Regions from separate parts of the Ovis aries genome. Here region 2 is linked to region 1. Evidence: chromatin contacts called from public Hi-C data. All regions are on one chromosome and are shown on one strand. The core of a region is the stretch at or near the end of the contact, and the rest is flanking DNA. Distances in the headings are between cores, read along the strand shown.

Region 1 (7,622 bases), core at 3,354-5,853:
ATCTTTAATCCATTTTGAGTTTATTTTTGTGTGGGGTGTTAGAAAGTGATCTAGTTTCATTCTTTTACAAGTGGTTGACCAGTTTTCCCAGCACCACTTGTTAAAGAGATTGTCTTTACTCCATTGTATATTCTTGCCTCCTCTGTCAAAGATAAGGTGTCCATATGTGTGTGGATTTATCTCTGGGCTTTCTATTTTGTTCCATTGATCTATATGTCTGTCTTTGTGCCAGTACCATACTGTCTTGATGACTGTGGCTTTGTAGTAGAGCCTGAAGTCAGGCAAGTTGATTCCTCCAGTTCCATTCTTCTTTCTCAAGATTGCTTTGGCTATTCGAGGTTTTTTGTATTTCCATGACAAACCCACAGCAAACATTATCCTCAATGGTGAAAAATTGAAAGCATTTCCCCTAAAGTCAGGAACAAGACAAGGGTGTCCACTTTCACCGCTACTATTCAACATAGTTCTGGAAGTTTTGGCCACAGCAATCAGAGCAGAAAAAGAAATAAAAGGAATCCAAATTGGAAAAGAAGAAGTAAAACTGTCACTGTTTGCAGATGACATGATCCTCTACATGGAAAACCCTAAAGACTCCACCAGAAAATTACTAGAGCTAATCAATGAATATAGTAAAGTTGCAGGATATAAAATCAACACACAGAAATCCCTTGCATTCCTATACACGAATAATGAGAAAGTAGAAAAAGAAATTAAGGAAACAATTCCATTCACCATTGCAACGAAAAGAATAAAATACTTAGGAATATATCTACCTAAAGAAACTAAAGACCTATATATAGAAAACTATAAAACACTGATGAAAGAAATCAAAGAGGACACTAATAGATGGAGAAATATACCATGTTCATGGATTGGAAGAATCAATATAGTGAAAATGAGTATACTACCCAAAGCAATTTACAAATTCAATGCAATCCCTATCAAGCTACCAGCCACATTTTTCACAGAACTAGAACAAATAATTCCCATTTAAAATTAATATAAATATTGGCTATATCCCCTTGTCACCTGTTGAAACATAGTTTTTACCTCTTAATCTCTTGCCCCTCCCTCCTTCTCTACTAGTTTGTCCTCTATAAGTCTGTTTCCTTGTTATACCGCATTTTATCAGATTTTAGATCTGAGTGACGACATACAGTATTTGTCTTTGTTTCATTAAGCTTAATACTCTTCAGGTCCATCCATGCTGTTGTAAATGGCAGAATTCCATTCTTTTTATGATTGAATAAGCTTAGTCGGTAAAGAATCTGCCTGCAGTGCAGGAGACCCAGGTTCGATCCTTAGGTTGGGAAGATCCCCTGGAGAAGGAAATGGCCACCCACTCCAGTATTCTTACCTGGAAAATCCCATGGACAGAGGAGTATGGTAGGCTGCAGTTCATGGTGTCACAAAGAGGCAGGCACAACTGACTAACACTTCACTTCACATTTCGTGAAATATATACGTCTTCTTTGTCCGTTTGTCTGCTGATGGACACTTAGTTTGCCCCATATCTTCGCTACTGTAAATAATGCAGCTGTGAACGTGCATGCTAGCCTGCTAAGTTGCTTCAGTCGTGTTCGACACTTCGTGACCCTATGGACTGTAGCCCACCAGGCTCCTCTGTCCATAGGATTCTCCAGGCAGGAATAGTGGAGTGGGTTGCCATTTCCTCCTCCAAGGGATCTTCCAGACCCAGGGCAGGTGGGTTCTTTACCACTAGCGCCACCTGGGAAGCCCCAGCTCTGAACATTAAGATGCATATATCTTTTTGAATTCGTGTTTTTATTTTCTTCAGGGAAATACCCATGAGTGGAATTGTTGGATCATATGGTAGTTCTTTGGCACTGCCTTGCTTTGGGATTGGAATGAAAACTGACCTTTTCCGGTTCTGTGGCCACTGCTGAGTTTTCCAATTTGCTGATGTATTGAGTGCTGCACTTTAACATCTTTTAGGATTTGAAATAGCTCAGCTGGAATTCTGTCACCTCCACTAGCTTTTTTTCATAGTAATGCTTCCTAAGGCCCACTTGCCTTCACATTCAAGGATGTCTGGCTCTAAGTGAGTGACCATACCATCATGGTTATCTGGGTCATTAAGACCTTTTTGTACAGTCAGTTTTCATTCCGATGTCAAAGAATGTTAAAACTACCATGCAATTGCGCTCATTTCACATGTTAGCAAGGTTATGCTCAAATCCTTCAAGCTAGGCTTCAGCAGCATGAACTGAGAACTTCTAGATGTGCAAGCTGGTTTCCAAAAGGTAGAAGAACCAGAGATTAAATTGCCAACACGGATCATGGAGAAATCAAGGGTATTCCAGAAAAACATCTACTTCTGCTTCATTGTCTACACTAAAGATTTAGACTATGTGGGTCACAACAAACTGTAGAAATTCTTGAGAGATGGGAATAACAGTCCTAACCACTAGACCACCAGGTAACTCCCTATTTATTCTCTTTTTGATTACAGCCATTATGACAGGTTTATTACATCTCATTGTAGTTATGATTTGCATCTCCTAATGTTTAGTGATGTTGAGCATCTTTTCATGTGACTGTTGGCCATCTGAATGTTTTCTTTAGAAAAAAAATATCTATTCAGGTCTTCTGCCCATTTCTTAATTATTCGTTTGTTTTTATATTAAGTTACAAGAGATCCTGTCTGGCCTGCAAAATTTCTGCAGAAAAATCGGCTGACAGTCTTACAAGGGTTTCCTTATATGTGGACTGGTTCTTCTCTTGCTGCCTTTAAAATTCTCTTGGGGATGACCCAGAAAGATGTTATGGGGAGGGAGGTGGGAGGGGGGTTCATGTTTGGGAATGCATGTAAGAATTAAAGATTTTAAAATTTAAAAAATAAAAAAAATAAAAAAAAATAAAATTCTCTTTAACTTTTTAAATTTAAATATCTTGGTGTAAGTCTGTTTGGGTTCATCTTGTTGGAGACCCTCTGTGGATAGGAGGGAGGGAAGGAAAAAAAGATAGGAAAAAGGAAGGGATGGTTAGGAGGGGGAGAGAGGGAGTGAGGCAGGAGGGAAGGAAGAGAAGGGGAGGGAGGAAACCACCATCTGCCATGCCTGACCACTCACACATTACTGTTCTCTCTCGTCTATAGCTTTCCCTAAGGAAAGCTTAAAATTACTGTCCATTGGAGTATCTGATTTACATAATTCAAAACATTTAAACAACAAAGTGAAATAGATGCAAATCTACATGCTAATGACATCAGGTCATCACATAAGATTAAAATTCACCATTTTGGACTACAACAAAAACCTCAGAATATTTTGAAAAATACAAGTAACAGAGATTATTTTCTGTAATTGCCTGTCAGAGAAACTAGAAACAAGTGAAAAAGTTGAAGCGGAAAATGATGTGGAAACTGTAGAACTGCCTCTGGGGTAAATTTTGGATCTAGAAGCCACTGGAATCTATCTGGAGCTCAGAAAGTTAGAAATGGAAAATGAAACATAAGAAAAGCAGAGAAACAGAAGTAAGACAGAAACAAGTGAGATACCGTGGAGCTCATGACCTCGGGATATTTGTTGCCAAAACCAGAGCTAATTAAAGGTGATCTTCCTTCTTCCCTTCTCCCCCCACCACATTTTTTTTTTTTTTAGGGAGAAAGTTCCTAGGTAGGACCCTCAATCTTGGCCACAGGAGGGGGGCACTGCTCTTCAGAGGTGCGTGGAGGGAGGTGGAGGGGCCTGCCTCTTGGGAGGGGGCGCAGCCCTGGGGGAGGCGATGGGGAGGCAGCACTGTCAGCCTGGCCAGGGCTGCCCCCTAGAGCTGACTAGGAAACCCTCAGCCCAACAGAACAAGCCAACCAGCTTTACATCACCCACAAATATCAAGAGACCCCTACCCCACTGCACCCAACCCAACCTTCAGTCAGGAGGAGGGAGGTGTGCGCCAGTGGTTGAGGTCAGGGACCCTGGAGGTGGTGGTGGGGTGGCCCACAGGGTCCAGGGGTAAGTGAAAGGGAGTTCCCTACTCCTCCCCAGGGGCCCATGGCTGTCCCTCTTACCGGAGAGTACACACAGCTTGGAGGGTCCTCATACCCTACAGAGCAGCATGGTGAGGCCCAGTGCTGGGTGGGACATGATCCAGCCACTTCTTGCAATGAAGTGAAGGAGACTCAGCCACCACACCTGTGGTTCCTATCCTGCCTGGGGACAGGGTCAGCCCTTTATGGAGTGAGGATCCTCAGAGGTGGCCCCACACTCCTGAGCCTGTTTCCTCCTCTGTAACTTGGGGATCTGATTAGTCCTCTTAGGCTACACAAATGCCTCAGCAGTTTCAGCCTTGGCTTGTAGAGGACAGGGGCTCCTTCTAGCCCCCAGTGTCCCAGGGCCACCCTGTTGGAACTCCACAAAACACCCTAGAGGGAGCCCCTTCAACCTTGGCAACAAGAGAGGACCCTGCTCTTAGGTAGGCAAGAATAGACATGGGTTTCCCAAGAAGAGTCACATGCCCACCCTACCACTACCACCATGATCCATTCAGCACACACCAACCTTGCCTTCCTGGTCGTCCTCAGGATGGGGCATGGCCACCTGACCCACATTTCAGGGAGCAAAGCACTCCCTCCCTGTCTTGATGGCACCTCTGACCCAGAGGTCAAACCAGACAAACATGGCATTTAAATGTTAAGAACAAAAGAACTGAGTACTCTCTTGGAAGTCTGTGAACAAGTCACAGGGACTGTATTTGGAAATGCGTACTTCCTTATGCCTTTGATAGCTCTGAATTTTAAGAATATTTCCCCACCCCACCCCCCAGCCATTTCTTGGCCAAGATCCAATACTGCATTTTTTAAAAGTTATTTCTTGAAATGTGTACAGCTGAGCAACACTCATTTCTGGTGGTTTGTTCCATTACTTTAATGACATCTGTCTATTCCTGTTCTTGTATTTTGTTCATTTACCTCTGGGGTTTTGGCTGCTTTCTTATTGATCTCTGGTTCATTAAATTTGACATTGCAAATATTTTCCATTTGTTACTTATGTTTTATCTTTGTGTTTTTCCAATGTACAGAAATTTTTTATGAAACGAGATATAGTGAATTATTTCCCTTATGACTTTTGAGGCTCACATTGTCTTGAGACAGTCACAGCAAATGGGTCTGTTGGACTCCCATCTCGTAAAGGGAGGTCCAATGGCACCTTTGATGCAGACTTCTGGGGTTGCAAACTCTGGTTCCCTCTGGCTAGTTTCTGCTTACATGGAGTTATTTCCCTACCCACATTTTTCTGCATTGATGGCTGGATGGCATCACTGACTCGATGGATGTGAGTCTGAGTGAACTCCAGGAGTTGGTGATGGACAGGGAGGCCTGGCGTGCTGTGATTCATGGGGTCGCAAAGAGTCGGACACAACTGAGTGACTGGACTGAACTGAAGGCTGATATGAGCCGAACTCAGAGCACAGCCTCTCTTATTTCCCCAAAACCTCTTTCACGAAGATGCCACAGTAAGAAGGCAGTAGATCTGAGTCCAGGAACCGGGCGTCTGTCCCTCTGCTTTTTCCCCACAGACTTACTGAGATATAATTGACCTATGACATAGATACGCTTAAGGTGTACAAAGAGCTGATTTAATACACTTAATATGCTGCAAAATGATTACCACCAGAGCATTAGCTAACACTTCCATCATGTCATGCAATTATCATGTCTTTTTTGTGGTGGGAATATTTAAGATCCACACGCTTAGCAATTTTAAGTATATACAGTGCTATTAGCTATAATCACTGTTATATATCAGCTCCCCAGAACTTTTAACTGGAAGTGTCTACCCTTTGGCTAACATCTCCCCATTCCCCCATCTACCCACCGTCTCACCCACTCACAGCCACCATTCTACTCTCGGTCGGCTTTTGTAGATTCCACACCTAAGTGACATCATACCGTTTGCCTTTCTTCGACTTATCTCATGTAGCCTAATGCCCTAAAGTTTCATCCATGTTGCTGCAAATGGCAGGTCTCCTTCTTGTTCATGAATGACACTCCACTGCACACATAAAGCGCATCCTCTTTATCCATCCATCGGCAGACTCGGGTTGTTTCCGTATCTTGGCTATTGTATCATTGTTCCCGATACTGTGCCCCAGTCATATCAGCTCTGGGGAATTTGTCGAAAATTTGGCGAAAATTTCTCTTAAAGTCCCCCATTCCAAGCCTTTCACCCCAGCCATCCACTGCTGGGTTGCTATTTCTTCCAGTCCCCTCTCATGCCCCAAATCCTCCATCCACCACCACCTCCCAGACCAAACTCCCAACTCTGCTGACCAACCCCCTTGGCTCACTCACCTCACTTGACTTCAGTCACTGAACCGATCGACAAATACTGCCTGAACACTTGCTTCATGCCAAGCACACTGTAGACAACACGCAAGAAGGGGAAGCAGAAGAAACCAGGCGAGGACGAGGGGCAGACTCCGAAGGCTGGGGAAGCCACCTGTCAGCCACTCTGGGTCCTAACCCATTTCGGTTTGCCTCAAGGTCTCCACGAGTAACGGGGGTTTCCTGGGTCCGCCCACCTCCATGCAGTGTGGTGTGGAATGAATAGGTGAGGCAGCGATAATACACAAGCTGGCGTGAGGCCCCGGAGCCCATGTGGACAGGATGGCAGAGACTTCAGTCGGGCCACCTGAGGGCAGGACAGCCACTTGGCTGCAGGATAGATGAGGTGATGCTACTCAGAGGTGAGGTGTCTAGGGCAGCTGCAGACAGAAACTGAGCATAGAGTAGTTGCTTCTCGAGGTTTTATTCACTGGCTTAGCAGGCACTATTAACAAATAGACTCCAGTTTCATATAACAGTGTTGACCCAAGAAAACCTTGTTTCTCCCAGGGGGTGCAGAAAGTATAAAAATTTGAATTTTCACTTCAAATATGGCCCAAGTTAGAGGAACTCAGCCACCTGCAAACCTAAGCCTCCCTCTCCGAAAAGGAACTTGAGACTTCCCAGGTGACCAGAGCCCTGTGAGACTCCTGAGCTTCCATATCACTCATCAGCTCTAGGTTTTTGTGGTCATTTGGGCTTCTTTTTCTGCCCTGAACAGCTGCCTTGCCCCTGATGGAAAGAGAAAGCCAAAGGTTTTTGTGCTTCAGGCCTACAGATCAGTGCAGGCTATCTGCTGCCCAGATGAGGCTTTCTGAGCTGTGCATCTTGGCCGGAGCTGGCACCGAGTGCCACAGGAAGAAGCCAGCCCCCAGTATTCTCCGGGGACCTGTGGAAACTCCTGCCTGAACCTGTGGTCTAAGGAGCGGGGGATAAGGTAGTGGTGCAGCAGTCAGAGGCCCAGGTTGGGGAAGGAGTACAGGGAGGTGCTGGCCATGGAAAGGAAAGCAAGAGAATGCATAGCTTCTAAGATCTTAATGTGCCGAGAATCACCCAAGGCCTCGGGGGTAGCCCTGGCCTCAGAGGCCACCTGGCAAAGGTAGAAATCTCCTCATGACATCTCAGCCAACTTAGCTCCCTCTAGGAGTCAAGACTTGCCACTTCAGTCACCATTTATCATTTGAATTCAGGCCTTTGGGCTGTCCTCTCTGGAAGGGGGATCTGAGAGGCTCAACCACTTATTCCAAGAGCACTCAGATTGCAGGGGTTACAAGAG
Region 2 (7,622 bases), core at 1,869-4,368, 45 kb after region 1:
GCCAGGCATTCTCCAGTTCCTGTAATTACAGAGTTTGCACTTAAAACTTTTATCACATTTGCCTTACCCTGGCCCTGCCCTTTAATTAGGGATGTCTCTTTGATACAGATTGAGAATAAAGGAATCTAAACTGATTAATCAATGAATGAATCAATGGTGTGTAAGTACTTTGGGTGATAACTACTCATCTTTGTTGGAAATGAGATTGGAGATGATATATATATAGTGCAATCACGTGAGACAGGAAAAGAAGTTTGCTAAACAGTTTCTAGGAATATAATAACACTCAGGAAGATAGAGGCTCACCTAATTCTTACATAAGATGCTGCTGTATCTGAATATAACACCTGGATTTATTTATTGCTGTCAAGCTGTGAGGAACCTGAGGGTGAAGCCAATAGGAGAGAATGACAGAGCTAAGACGAGGGAGCTAGAGCCCTGATCTGCCATGCTTGGGGCCTGCCATCCTCTGCACTTCTTGTGGAGATGATTAGTTATCTGATCCCTGAAGCCAGCTGAATTGGGGTTTTAAGTTATTTCAGCCAAAACAAGACTAATATGGTATCATTTCCCAAGATGGAGTGATGTGTGTGGCAGAACAGCCAGGTTACCTCTGCACCACCCTCCTCTCTTGCTTCTTCCAAGAGAAGGATGAGTGGGTCTGGTCTAAAGGCCGCAGGCCCACCTGGGACTTAGAGCTCTTGCTCCTCAATGTCTCAGCCAATCAAACCAACCAAAGACCCTCTGTGCTTTTATCTCCCCCTCTGAGAAGCCAATAGACCAGGCTCTCCACCTGGCACAGACAGAACTGCAGCTTCCTGACTGCTTTTCTTGAGACTAACCAGTAGGAATGAAACACTGTTTTGGCCCAGTGTCCAAAGGGCACTCTTTGATGAAATTAACATCCATGAAGTCGATTCTTTGACTCATAAGGGGCATTTGGCCCCTTATGCCTAGTTTCAAACAGGATAAGAGATATAAGTCATTAGGTACATTCAGGACTCCTAAAGTCCTCAGAAAATAATCACACTGAACGTCATAAAACTAAGAAAGATGAGTATAGCAAAGGAACAGTTTTTCATGAGAAAAAGTCTATAGGGTTTGATCTTTGGCTTCAAGCCAGAATGGTGTAAAAGGTTCAGGTCTTGCACATGAAACAAAACCAGGACAAAATACGTGAAACAATACATTTCAAGACAGTGATGGCTGAGCAACAAGGGACAGTAATCACGAAATGAGAGAAAAAAGTGTTCTCTACTACAGTGAGGGAGGGGGAAGTATATGAAGCCTGGTGACTCCTTGACTGAAGGAAAAGGAACTGAAAGCACAGAGAAACCTACAGAGGGTCCACTTCGAGTCTTCAGCTGGGTAATAAATGCCTGTGTATGAGGAAATGACACAAAGCTAAAGAAGGAACCGCCTGAAATGATTAGACAGCATGGCTCAAAAAGACTCAGGAAGAAGTTCTCTTCCTGTCAATCACACATCAACAAAGTGGTTTTACTACATGCAAAAAGAATCTGGAAAAGAATGAATATATGTCTATGTAAAGCTGAATCACTTGACTGTACACCTAAAACTAACACAAACTGTAAATCAACTATATGCCAATAAAATTTTAAAATAAAATAAATAATTCTCTAAAATAATAGATTTTAATTGGAAAAAATAAAGTCATTTCAAAAATATAATAAAATAATTGATCTTCCCACAGCCAAAGTGGGACTCCTCATAACTCACTAGCATCGGGTAGCATACGTTCAAGACTATTGCCTTAGTTGCAGGGCAAAATTAGCCCAAGACGGAATGCTCTCTTGGTCCCAATTCACAAAGCTTCTTAAAACTAAGACCTGAAAAGATATCAAACTATTTCCAAGTAACTTAATTACACCTAGGAGAAAAGCTCGAAAATATTTACTTTAGGAATAAAAATGCGCAACATTCAAGAAGACAAAATTCACATAAAAAGTTACCAAGCAAAGAAGAAAAATAACCTATAATAAGGAAAAAATAAATCAAAATTGCCCCAATGCAATGACAGAATTAGTAACCAGAAACATTAATGCAAACTTTCCAATTGTCTCCTATACATTTTATAAGCAAGAGGAAAGAATGAACATATTAAGTAGAGGATGGATGATATTATAAAAATAATAAATATAAATGCTAAATATACCAGACAGGATTAACAGTAGATATCGCAGAGAAAAAAATCTTTAGCAACAGAAACTTTCAAAAATGAAACATGGAGAGGCAAAAAAACAAAAAGAAGGGAATTACAACATCAGTGAGCTCAGTTCACCCTAGAGAGAAAATAGTAAAGAAATACTTAAGAAATAAAGACTAAAACTTTTTCCAAATTTAATAAAAACCTAAGCCAAGAAACTCAAATAAACCTAAGGCATACAAAATATGAAGTAAAGTACACCAAGGCATATCAAAATCAAATTGTTCAAAACCAGTAATAAAGATAAACTATTAAAATCAGAGAAAATAGACATATTACATAAGAACACCTAAGGGTGACGTTAGGTCTCTTACCAAAAACAAAGCAATGAGAAGAGAGCAAGAAATCATCCTTAAAATACTGAAAGAGAAAAAACTGTCAACTTACAGTTTTATAAGCAGTAGAAAACTGCTTCAAAGGCAAATGTCAAAATCCAAAAAACATTTATATACAAAATTCAAAGGCTTACATCTCATATCATTTACATGATAGATGATTATAGATTTCATTTAATGTTAGAAAGAAATGCGCCATTTGGCCTTATCTCACTAGGATGCCTAAGAACAAAACTAAACAATTTTAAAATAAAGGTAAAATAATGATTTCCAAAAATAAAGATCTCTAAAAATATCTCCCAAAACCCTCTTCTCCATAAAAACAGTAATAATGCTGGTATAAACTGTCAAAACCAACTTTTTCAGAACTCAAAATTAACCAAAGACTGGCAAAAAATTCAGGGAATATTCATTCAAGAAAAATAGCTGAATCTCAAGAATAGCATGAACCTTGTGGCTACTTACCTTTCTCTATTCCCATTCCCCTATCCCAAGTCTATGGTAGTCTTGAAAATCAACAGAGCTTTCATGTTGAAACCATGGTGAAAATCAGTGACCTATTAGCCAAAAATAAATAAATAAATAAAGGCAGAATCAGGATGGAACTTATCTAAAGGCCAATCCCCAGAAAATAGTCATTATTTGACTTTCCTGGAAGTTCCATGGAAAATCCCACTTGAAAAAACTCTATTTGACATGACTCGAAGTTCACCTATGCAAACAAAAAATCAGCACCAACTTTTTTTTAACATCATGGCTGACTGATACAGTGATAATGACTGGGACAAAGAACAAGATGACCAAAACCTTAAGTCAAAAAGCTTAAGAATGAGATTCCGTAGGGGACTATTAAAAGTTCTGCAATATTGCTAGAAAATGACATGGCTGCTGGGTTGCATGCCTAAGGCTATATATACAGTTAAGAAAGACCCAAGACGACCCTAAGCTCTCATCTCTGGCTGAACTGGAGGAGGCTCAACACAATCAGAAAGTGAAGATTAAAGCAGAGCTATAAACTACATACCTAAGCATTGCATGTACGCCACAACAAAGTCTGGAAGATTTATCGGTTTCAAACATCTAAAGAAACCTCTGTCAAATCAAAGGCTGACTAAGCAACCCAAGCAGACTTCAGTGACCACATATGACAATACATACAGACATGATAAAATAAATTCAGAAAAGTTACTAAACAAACAAATAACAAGAACAAATAGCAATAGTAAATTCTGTGGTGAGGGTAGAATCTGTTTTCCAGAATTGTTAATACATATGTTTTGAAATCCCCACTTTTCAAAAAATTGCAAGGTATGCAAAGAAACAAGAAAGTATGGCCCATATTCAGAAAAAAAAAAAGATTATTAGAAATTGTCCCTAAGGAAAAGTCAAGCATGGGATTTATTAGACAAAACCTTAAATCAACTATTTTAAATTTGTTCAAAGTGCTAAAATAAACCATAAAAACTAAAGAAAACTTAGAAATTCTGGAGTTGAAAAACAGTGACTAGAATGAAAAATTCATATGAGGAATGCAATAGCAGAGTTGAGCTGGTAGAAGAATAAATCAACATTATGGAGATAGGTCAATTGACATTATTCACTCTGAGACAAACAAAGAAAAAAAATATGCAATAACAAAGCCTGAAAGACAAATAGAACACCATCAATTATACCAACATGTGCATAAATGAGTTGCAGAAAGAAAAAGAAGCTAAAATAATATTTGAAGAAATAATGGTCCCAAACTTCCCAAATTTTATAGAAAATATTAAACCACAAATCCAAGAAGCCCCAGTGTACTCCAAGTAGGATAAACTCAAAGAGATGCATATTGAGGGAAATCATAATCAATCTATCCAAAAATAAGGACTGAATCTTGGGAGCAGCAACAGAGAAGCAGCTTATCACATACAAGGGATGCTCAACGAAATTAACAGCTAATTCCTCATCAGAAACCTTGGAGGATAGAAGGCAGTGGGATTACATATTCAAAGTGCTGAAAGGAAACACTGATAATAACTCTATATCCAACAAAACCATCCTTCAGAAATAAATGAGAAATTAAAACAAAGCTAACAGAATTCATTGCTAGCAGACTTGCTCTGCAAGAAATACTAAAGAGAATTCTTCAGGCAGAAGTGAAACTGGACAGTAATTTGAATTCCCATGAAGAAATAATGAACATTGATACCCATAATTATGTATTTTTTGTTTGTAACTTTTTCTCCTATATTATTTAAAAGCAACAATTAAAAGTCTGTGTTAATGGGCATACAAATTTGAAAGTGTTATTTCTATGACAATGATAGCACAAAAGAGGAGGAAGAAAGTAGAGCTATGTAGAAGCAGTTTCTGCTTCTTAATAAATAAAATTAAGTAGGCATTATTCTAAACCAGAGTATTATTTATTAATATATTTCTTTTAAAGGACAGTGTCTTCAATAAACAGTGTTGGAAAAATTGGATAGCCACATGCAAAAGAATGAAACCACTAGCTTACACCATTCACAAAAATTAACTCAAAATTATTAAAGACCCTAAATCATAAAACTCCTAGAAGAGAACATAGGTGGTAAGCTTTTTGACATCATTCTTGGTGATTATTTTTTAAATTTGACATCAAACCAAAGGCAACAAGACCAGAAATAAACAAGTGAGACTAAGTCAAACTAAAACGCTTCTGCACAGCAAAAGAAACCATCAACAAAATGAAAAGGCAACCTACCAAATGGGAAAGAATATTTGAAAAATCATATATCTGCTAAGAATTCATACAATTCAATATCAAAAAAATTTTTTTAATAGGCAGGCAATCCAAATAGATAACTTTTTCAAAGACACGCAGATGGCTAACGTGAAAAGGTGCTCAACATTACTAATCATCATGGAATGCAAATAAAAACCACAAAGAGATAGCACTTCATACCCACTAGAAGGACTTCTATCAAAAAAACACAAGAAATAGCAAGTATTGGTGAGGATGAAAAGAAAAGGAGCCCCAAGTACACTCTTTGGGGAATTGTAAATTGATGTAGCCACTATGAAAAATAGTACAGGGTTCCTCAAAAAAATAAAGTGAAACTATATGATCCAGCAATTCCACTTCTGGGTATTTATCAAAGAAAATTAATACACTAACTCAAAAAGATATATGCACCCCATAAAGGATTATAAGGATTGTATGTTAATTCTATGCCAAATTAGATAACGTAGGTGAAATGAACAGACTCCTAGAAAGACATAAACTATAAAAACTGACTCAAAAAGAAACAGAAATACTGGCAGTAAAGAGAATGAATTAGTAATCAATAGCTTCCAACGAAGAAAAGAATAGGTCTAGAAGGCTTTATGGGTGAATTCTATCAATTAAAAAAATTCTACCAATTAAAGAATTATCAATACTAATCCTTCATAAACTCTTCCGAGAACAAAAGAGAAAGGAATGCTTCCTTGCTTAGTCTATGAAACCAGTATTAAACATATACCAAAGCTAAGGACAACATAAGAAAACTAGAGACCAGTATCTGCTTTGAATATGGATACAAATATCCTTAACTAATTCCTAGTAAATTGGCCCTAGAAAAACATAAAAAGGATCATATCATGATAAAAACATTCAACACATCATGAATACATGGAATTTTTCAATTGATTAAAAAAAAAAAACTCTAAAATACCCCAGTCACAAAATATTTACTTGTGAAAAATGGAAAGCTTTCCCCCTAAAATCAGGAACAAAACAAGGATGCCCACTTTCAACACTTCTATTCAATGTTATACTGAAAGTTCTGGCCAGAGCAATTAAGGGAATAAAAAAAGAATTAAAAGGTACACAAATTGGAAAGGAAGAAGTAAAATTATCTCTCTTTGTAAATGACATGATCTTGTGTATAAAAAATTCTAAGCAATCACAAAAACAAAAAAACTACTAGAGCTAATAAATAAATTCAACAAAATTTCAGGATATAAGACCAATAAACAAAACCAACTGCATTTCAGTATATAAGTAATGAACAATGTAAAAGAGAGATTAATAAAATAATTTCATTTATAATAGCATTAATAATGCTTAGGAATAAATGTAACCAAGAAGGAGCAAGACCTGTGTGCTGAAAAATACAAAACATTTTTGACAGAAATAAAGAAAACTTAAATAGAAAAACATCTTGTGTTTGTGAATTGGAAGACTTAACACTGTTAAGATGGCCATATATCCCAAACCTGTCTAAGGATTCAATGAAATCCCCATCAAAATCCCAATGTACTCCCTTACAAAAATGAAAAAGACAATCCTAAAATTCATATGCAATTTCAAGGGGGCCTAATAGCCAAAACATTGAAAAAGAACAAAGTTGGAGGGCTCACACTTTTCAATTTCAAAACTCATAAAAATTACAAAGCTACAATAGTCAAAAGAGGGTATTACTGGGATAAAAACAGTAATATAGATTGATTGAATAGCATGGAGAGTCCGCAATGTATGTAAACCCATACATATATATTATCTTAACTGATTTCAACAGAGTGCCAAGACTTTTCGATGGAGAAAGAACAGTCTCTTCAATGAACGGTGCTGGGATGACGGAATAGGCAAACGCAAAAGAAGGAAGTTGGACCTTTACTTCGTATTATATATGAGATTAATTTGAAATGGATTAAATATCTAAATAAAAGTTAAAATTATGAAACTTTTCAAAGAAACCATGGGTGTAAACCTTTATGACCTTGGATTTGGCAATAATTTCTTAGACATGACATCAAAAGCACAAGCAACAAAAGAAAAAATGGATGAACTGGACTTTTTGAAAATGGAATCTTTGGAGGATTAAAAGACGCCATCAGGAGAGCGAGAGAATGGGAGAAAATATTTGCAAATTATATAACCAATAAGTGTCTAGAATCCAGAGAATATATTTTTCTTAAAAAAAAAAAACCCAAAAACCTTAAAACTACAAAAAATAAAAATAACAAAATAAAAACAGGCAAAGGACTTGAAAGAACATCTCTCCAAAGACATAAATATGACCAACAAGCACATGTAAAGATGCTTAGTTATTAGT

Evidence for each region. Hi-C and Micro-C count contacts between places; a contact is called where the count stands out from the background.
Region 2: a Hi-C map of liver shows a contact between it and region 1, with 1.7 times the contacts expected there. The contact joins the promoter of MAT1A here to the enhancer-like site in region 1. A contact is called at or near these places in 2 of 16 Hi-C or Micro-C datasets (liver and mixed tissues).

Annotation. Positions count from the first base shown.
Region 1 is chr25:34,713,963-34,721,584 of ARS-UI_Ramb_v3.0, forward strand. MAT1A (methionine adenosyltransferase 1A) reads right to left here. Exons shown (of 9, transcript XM_042240794.2): 9 at 6,754-7,622. Among named protein-coding and RNA genes, the nearest start is that of SFTPA1, 14 kb to the left of the region's middle. Within about 2 kb of position 4,604, at least 3 of the 54 cell types and tissues checked have an H3K27ac peak or open chromatin away from gene starts, as enhancers often do. A contact at or near this core is called in liver, where this site is marked.
Region 2 is chr25:34,760,201-34,767,822 of ARS-UI_Ramb_v3.0, forward strand. MAT1A (methionine adenosyltransferase 1A) reads right to left here and starts at 3,119. Exons shown (of 9, transcript XM_042240794.2): 1 at 3,028-3,119. The coding sequence starts at 3,043. DYDC1 (DPY30 domain containing 1) reads right to left here. Exons shown (of 8, transcript XM_060406558.1): 8 at 1-3,119. The coding sequence ends at 3,048.